Linked DNA regions of Mus musculus: region 1 is linked to region 2. A link is a contact called in public Hi-C data. All regions are on one chromosome and are shown on one strand. The core of a region is the stretch at or near the end of the contact, and the rest is flanking DNA. Distances in the headings are between cores, read along the strand shown. Region 1 overlaps Med27 (mediator complex subunit 27). Region 2 overlaps Med27 (mediator complex subunit 27).

Region 1 (2,700 bases), core at 64-2,563, 69 kb before region 2:
CTAAATTACAATCTATCTCATTCTCCGATGCTTGCCCTGAGTGATGGCTAAAGATGTTCTCCTTCAAAACAGGCATCAGCCATTTGGACAGCTGCAATCTGGGCCCCTGGGCCAAGAGCAAACTAAAATACTATTTCTGATAATGAAGAAGTCAAGCACACACGAGGCGCAGATGCTGAGTCCTCTCCCTGGTTTATTTTAAAATGTGGCCATTTGTGGGCACCAACCCTGACTGGTGCTATTGCGCTCCCAGGAGAGGGAAGAGCATCAGGAAGGGCTCGAGATTCACAGTGTGTGTGTGTGTGTGAATGTGTGTACTCTTGTACATACTGATGCTCATTTGCATCCATGATAGCAAGAAGATATTTAACACACTAATACAATGAGAGCAAAGCAGGATTTGAGGTAAGAAGAATGGTAACTTATAACCAGCTCTGCAGGCCTCCAGTCACTGAAGACAGCAAGAGATATGGAAAGAAGGGCACACTGCCAGGTAAGGGACTGGCACACTTTCTAAGAAAAATCAGGCCTCAGATTTCCAACCAAATTTAACAACTGACCCCATTTCCTTCCCACTTTATTTTGAAGTGTTAGAGAAAGAGAGGATTTCAATCAGTAGGAAGTCACCTGGGGAAAGGCCCACTCCCACACACAGAATATCTACGTCTTGCATACTCTGTGCACTCTTCCATGTGTGGCAGTCTATCTGTCGGCTGATGGATCCCAGCAGGATGTGTGTCCCAGTGTCTGACAAGGTCTAGCGATGTTCTGAGTGATAAAGAACAGTGGCACCAGCCACCAACTCCAGCCTGAGCACTGGCAAGGCTCAGCGGCTTTCCATTCTGCACCCCGAAAGCCCAGAGCCCCAGAATGCACACAAGAAGCCAAGCTCTTCTGCTCATGGGAGCACTGAGGACACAAACGGGCAGGAAGTGAGCTGAGGTCATAGGGTAAAAGAGCTACAGTAAACAAGCAAGAGACAAGGTCAGAGAACAGCTGACCAGCTGGGCTAGGCCAGAGCTGGAATCACTGTGTTAGAAGGACAGGGTGAGCAAGTTGCCCCGAGCAACAGCATCACAATCATGAGGGAGCACACAGTGCTCCACCATTACATAGCCAGGAAGAGATGGGGTGTGGACGTGAACCTGGGACACAGGACCAGAACTAGTCCTCTAAGCCAAGGACCAACAGTCCTTTTCTTAAAGGTCCAGAGACCTTTAAGAAAAGCAAATACTTTTAGCTTTGCTGATCATATGACCTCTGTGGCAAAAACTGACCTCTGTGTAGTCTCTTTGGATTTACAAATGAGTGGACATGACCATGCACAGAACTGTATTGAGCAAGCACCACCAGTGAGCCTTGGCTTGCCAATCACTGCACTAACCAACGTTTTTTCTATTTTAAACTTGTGCATGTGTGTGTATGATTTGTATGCTCATGTACATGCAAGCACACATGTGCCATAGCACACATGTGATGGTCAGAGGACCTTAGGGGTCGGTCCTTGCCTGAGGAGGATCTTTGGCTCTCCACTTTGTAAACTAGCCTGGCTAGCCTGCATGATTCTGATAACATCTCTGTCTCCCATCTTGCCACCCTTGCACAGGTGTTACAGATGTGCATTACATGAGCTCTGGGGATTTGAACGGAAGTTCTCACTCTTACAAGACAAGTGCTTCACTTGCTGAACCAACGCCCCAGCCCTCTTCCCCCCCCCCTTTTTTTTTTGGTTTTTTGAGACAGGGTTTTTCTGTGTAGCCCTGGCTGTCCTGGAACTCACTTTGTAGACCAGGCTGGCCTTGAACTCAGAAATCCACCTGCCTCTGCCTCCCAAGTGCTGGGATTAAAGGCGTGCGCCACCACACCCGGCTCTTTTCCCCTTAATAAGCAGACTAATCACCTATTGGCGTTACCATGTAGTCTCATGGGGGTGGTACAATGGACAGAGGCTTGAGCTCTGCTAAGTTCCCAGGAGACCTTGCTGCAGGACTACAGACAGCATGAGGCTTGTCACTCCTCCTCCTCTCTTGTCATATTTTACAGTCCTACCCCCCAAATTCTATTCACCATTGTTTGACCGAGTCAGACAAGGATGATCAAACGTAGCCAGGCCAAAGCAGACCTTCCTGGGCAGAAAGGCCTGGGCTGCTTCCCCACGCCCCCCGCCCCCGCCCCGACTGTACTCTTGATGCAGTCTCCTCATCACATCGCCAGAGATTTTACAATGTAGAGACCAGTGGCCAACCTTCCAGGCCAACCTTCCCAACATGCTGCAATCCTACAAACGTTTCTCTAGGATGGAACAGGTGTGATGACTCTTGGGGAGAGAGTCCACTCCTAGTCCAGCAGGACTTCTATCTCAAAGACTGCCTGGGAGACTTGCCAGAAGTGGCTCTGACTTTGGTGTGACAAATATAAAATACTTCTTTAAACCCGCCCCTTCCTCCATCATTAACAATGAGTATTTTTAGCATCTAAAAATGTGGACCTCAGACAGATATGTAAATATTTAGCACCATCCTTTCGAGACTGTTAAGCTTTCATTTTCAATCATGCGGAGGTATGTGAATGTCTTCATTAATAGTCTAATTATATCATATATTTTCATCCTGTACAATATTTTGCTTCTATATTTGAAATAATTGAATTCATTTGCGCTAATAAATGTTCTAAATGGACTTTTTAATAATTGAGATTAGC
Region 2 (2,700 bases), core at 58-2,557:
ATCCAGTGGTCTCTTACACCTGCAGCCAGCTTTTTCCTGCCTGAAATAACCAGGAGTAACTTCAATGGGTCCTCATCCAGCCTTACTTAGACTTGCATAAATGTAAGCCAATGAGAAGGCTGGATTTCGTTTCCTAGAAACCAAACCAGCAAGTGACCAGCAAATTAAGCCAGGAACAGGGCTTTTCCAGCAGGTGGTCCCAAATCAAAAGACTTCCCAAGTTTCTTCCCTCAGACTCACATTGTTACCACCTCCCTTTAGTCAGCATCTCCTTGAGGACAGCAGTGGAGACTGGGCTCAAGAGAATTGCCCTGGGGAAAAACTAGCTGCAATGATAAGCTTTTCGTGATGAAGTTCGAGGCTGTTGAGTTTCTTGATATGAGTGCTGGGAACTTAACTTGGGTCTTCCGGATCCAAGCAATTGCTCTTGTTTGCTGAGTCCTAAGAATCTTTTTTAATATCAAGAATTTAGTCTTGTACAGAAATGTTATAAGGAAAAACCTTCTATGAAACCAAGTGAAAACATGCTGAATGTGTTCATTTCAAAGTCAGACATGACACATGGCTACAGGTACCACACATCTTTTCCATTTTCTCAAGCAGAGTGTGTGTGTGTGCTGGTTGAGGGACTGGTCTCCCTCTTCCTACCTCCAAAAGCAAGGCTCATTGCTCATTTCTCTGTAATCTGGGAGCTCACTTGAAGGTCATTGAAGAACAACAGCAAAAATACCTACCTCTTCACAGCTTCAGTGAAACTGCCTAAAAAGCTAAGATTGCATAGCCAACCCCCATCATCAATAAGTCATAATTCACTTATCCTAAAACCTGACATGGCAATGTCTCCCACCATCAGGGGGTTCTGAGAATTATCTGGCCGTGTCTTGCCTTCTCTGGTGGTTTCAAAGCAGCACAAAAAGAATGGCATGGCCAGGCGGTGGTGGCACACGCCTTTAATCCCAGCACTTGGGAGGCAGAGGCAGGCGGATTTCTGAGTTCGAGGCCAGCCTGGTCTACAAAGTGAGTTCGAGGACAGCCAGCAGGGCTATACAGAGAAACCCTGTCTCAAAAAAAAAAAAAAAAAAAAAAAAAGAACGGCATGCCTTATAATCAGCAAATGCAGTAAATAAAACAGAACCAACTTTGAGGGTGCCCCCACATGCTACTCGCAGCCCCTCCCCATGCTTGCAAAGAACATAGGAACCTGCTCTAGTCCCATTCTGAAAATCCCACTTGACTCAAAGACTGAAGCAGCAGCAGGCAGCTACAAAACCTTACAGCTGGGAGAAAATGGAATTGAACTCACAGGCAAAGATAAAAGAGCCAGTTCTCTGCCCGAGAGACAGACGAACGGGATCAGAATCCAAAGCAGTGCTTTGCTTTTCTCAACAGCTTTTAACTCAGACTAGAGTATTCACTTCGGAGCGTCCGGTATCTCGGGGAAGACAAGAGAATAAGAAACACTCTCAAAAAGACTTCGGTGAAGAGCTATGGACCAGCATGGGGCTCAGGAGGGGAGACAAGCTTCCAGTTTAAACAGTAATTTGTGCATAATTATCCTTGCAGGTTGATACAAGATAGTTAGATTAAATAAATTAATCAAAGTACAAATTGTGCTGGCAAACTCCAGTGCCTAGCATCTCCTAAGGCCAATCTGCCAACTGCTCTGAGGCCAGGCCTCACAGTCACCAAATCAGAGCTGACAGCTAATGGGAGGAAGAGACACACTACCTCTGGAGCCTGAGAGGCAATCTGAGGGGCGGGCCTAGGCGGGGCTCTGCGAAGCCAAGACAATAGAAACTTTAAACACAAGGTCCATTACAGCCTGCACTCCCACAGTCATTTGCACATGACGATGGAAATAAATCCTCCAGAAAACAGCCATTAATATGCCTTGGCCAACACAGCTCAGGCATCCTATCTGTTGTACGGTGTTCCTGGGACACTTGATTTCCCACACCCTACCCCCTTGCTCCTACTGTGGGTAACACAGGTCAACACTCTTAGCACAGACATCCCAGGAACACATCTCATCACTGCACTGGTAAGAGCTAACATGCCCATTCTTTACCAGTGTTAGCTCCTGGAATTGTCACCAAGCCCTGATACAGTAAGAACCATGATGCCCCTAGTTAAAGATGTGGAAACTGAGAGTCAGAGCCACACAGCCTAGCCAGGGTCACGTGTTGAACTTGCTCTCCTTGCTGGGCTACCTGAGGAACTAGAAAAGAAGTCCATTTTCAAGGTAGAAAATCATTAACAAAAGCAGTTAAAATATTGATCTCTACTTGTTTTTGGTTTTGTTTTGACATGACTTGATTAGTGTAAGAATGGTATGAGGAGGAATCCGGTCTCTGCCATGAAGCCAGACGGTAGAGCATGACCCTGTGACAGACACTACATCCAGCTCAGGAAGCTCTTTCTCCGATACCAGCCAGGAGAGTGGCACTTTCAGGGGAAAGGCACTGCACACCGCTTGGGCGTGCTGGTCCATCCCCAAAGCAGTGGCCCATGCCTCTGTGGAACCTTCAGGACACGCTTCCTGCTCCTGCAGAGCCTTCATTCAGTGCTTCCTAGTGTCATGTACTCTGCCAATCATGTATTGCTCGAGATTCCAACTTCAACATTTTGAAATATTCCTTTTTCCAGAGAAAAATATCCTGAAATGTCACATCTCCTAACAGCTGTTGATACTTTGGCCAT

What was found. Hi-C and Micro-C count contacts between places; a contact is called where the count stands out from the background.
Region 1: a Hi-C map of the N1E-115 cell line shows a contact between it and region 2, with 2.4 times the contacts expected there. The contact joins two enhancer-like sites. A contact is called at or near these places in 1 of 39 promoter capture datasets (embryonic stem cells), 1 of 15 datasets of contacts at CTCF or cohesin (pro-B cells), 2 of 484 Hi-C or Micro-C datasets (the N1E-115 cell line and pre-pro-B cells) and 3 of 9 other capture datasets (adipose tissue, embryonic stem cells and pancreatic islet).

What each region holds. Positions count from the first base shown.
Region 1 is chr2:29,436,989-29,439,688 of GRCm38.p6, reverse strand. All of the region lies in intron 3 of Med27 (mediator complex subunit 27), which reads right to left. Among named protein-coding and RNA genes, the nearest start is that of Mir133c, 37 kb to the left of the region's middle. Within about 2 kb of position 1,313, at least 21 of the 459 cell types and tissues checked have an H3K27ac peak or open chromatin away from gene starts, as enhancers often do. A contact at or near this core is called in the N1E-115 cell line, where this site is marked.
Region 2 is chr2:29,368,003-29,370,702 of GRCm38.p6, reverse strand. All of the region lies in intron 2 of Med27 (mediator complex subunit 27), which reads right to left. Among named protein-coding and RNA genes, the nearest start is that of Med27, 23 kb to the right of the region's middle. Within about 2 kb of position 1,307, at least 6 of the 459 cell types and tissues checked have an H3K27ac peak or open chromatin away from gene starts, as enhancers often do. A contact at or near this core is called in the N1E-115 cell line, where this site is marked.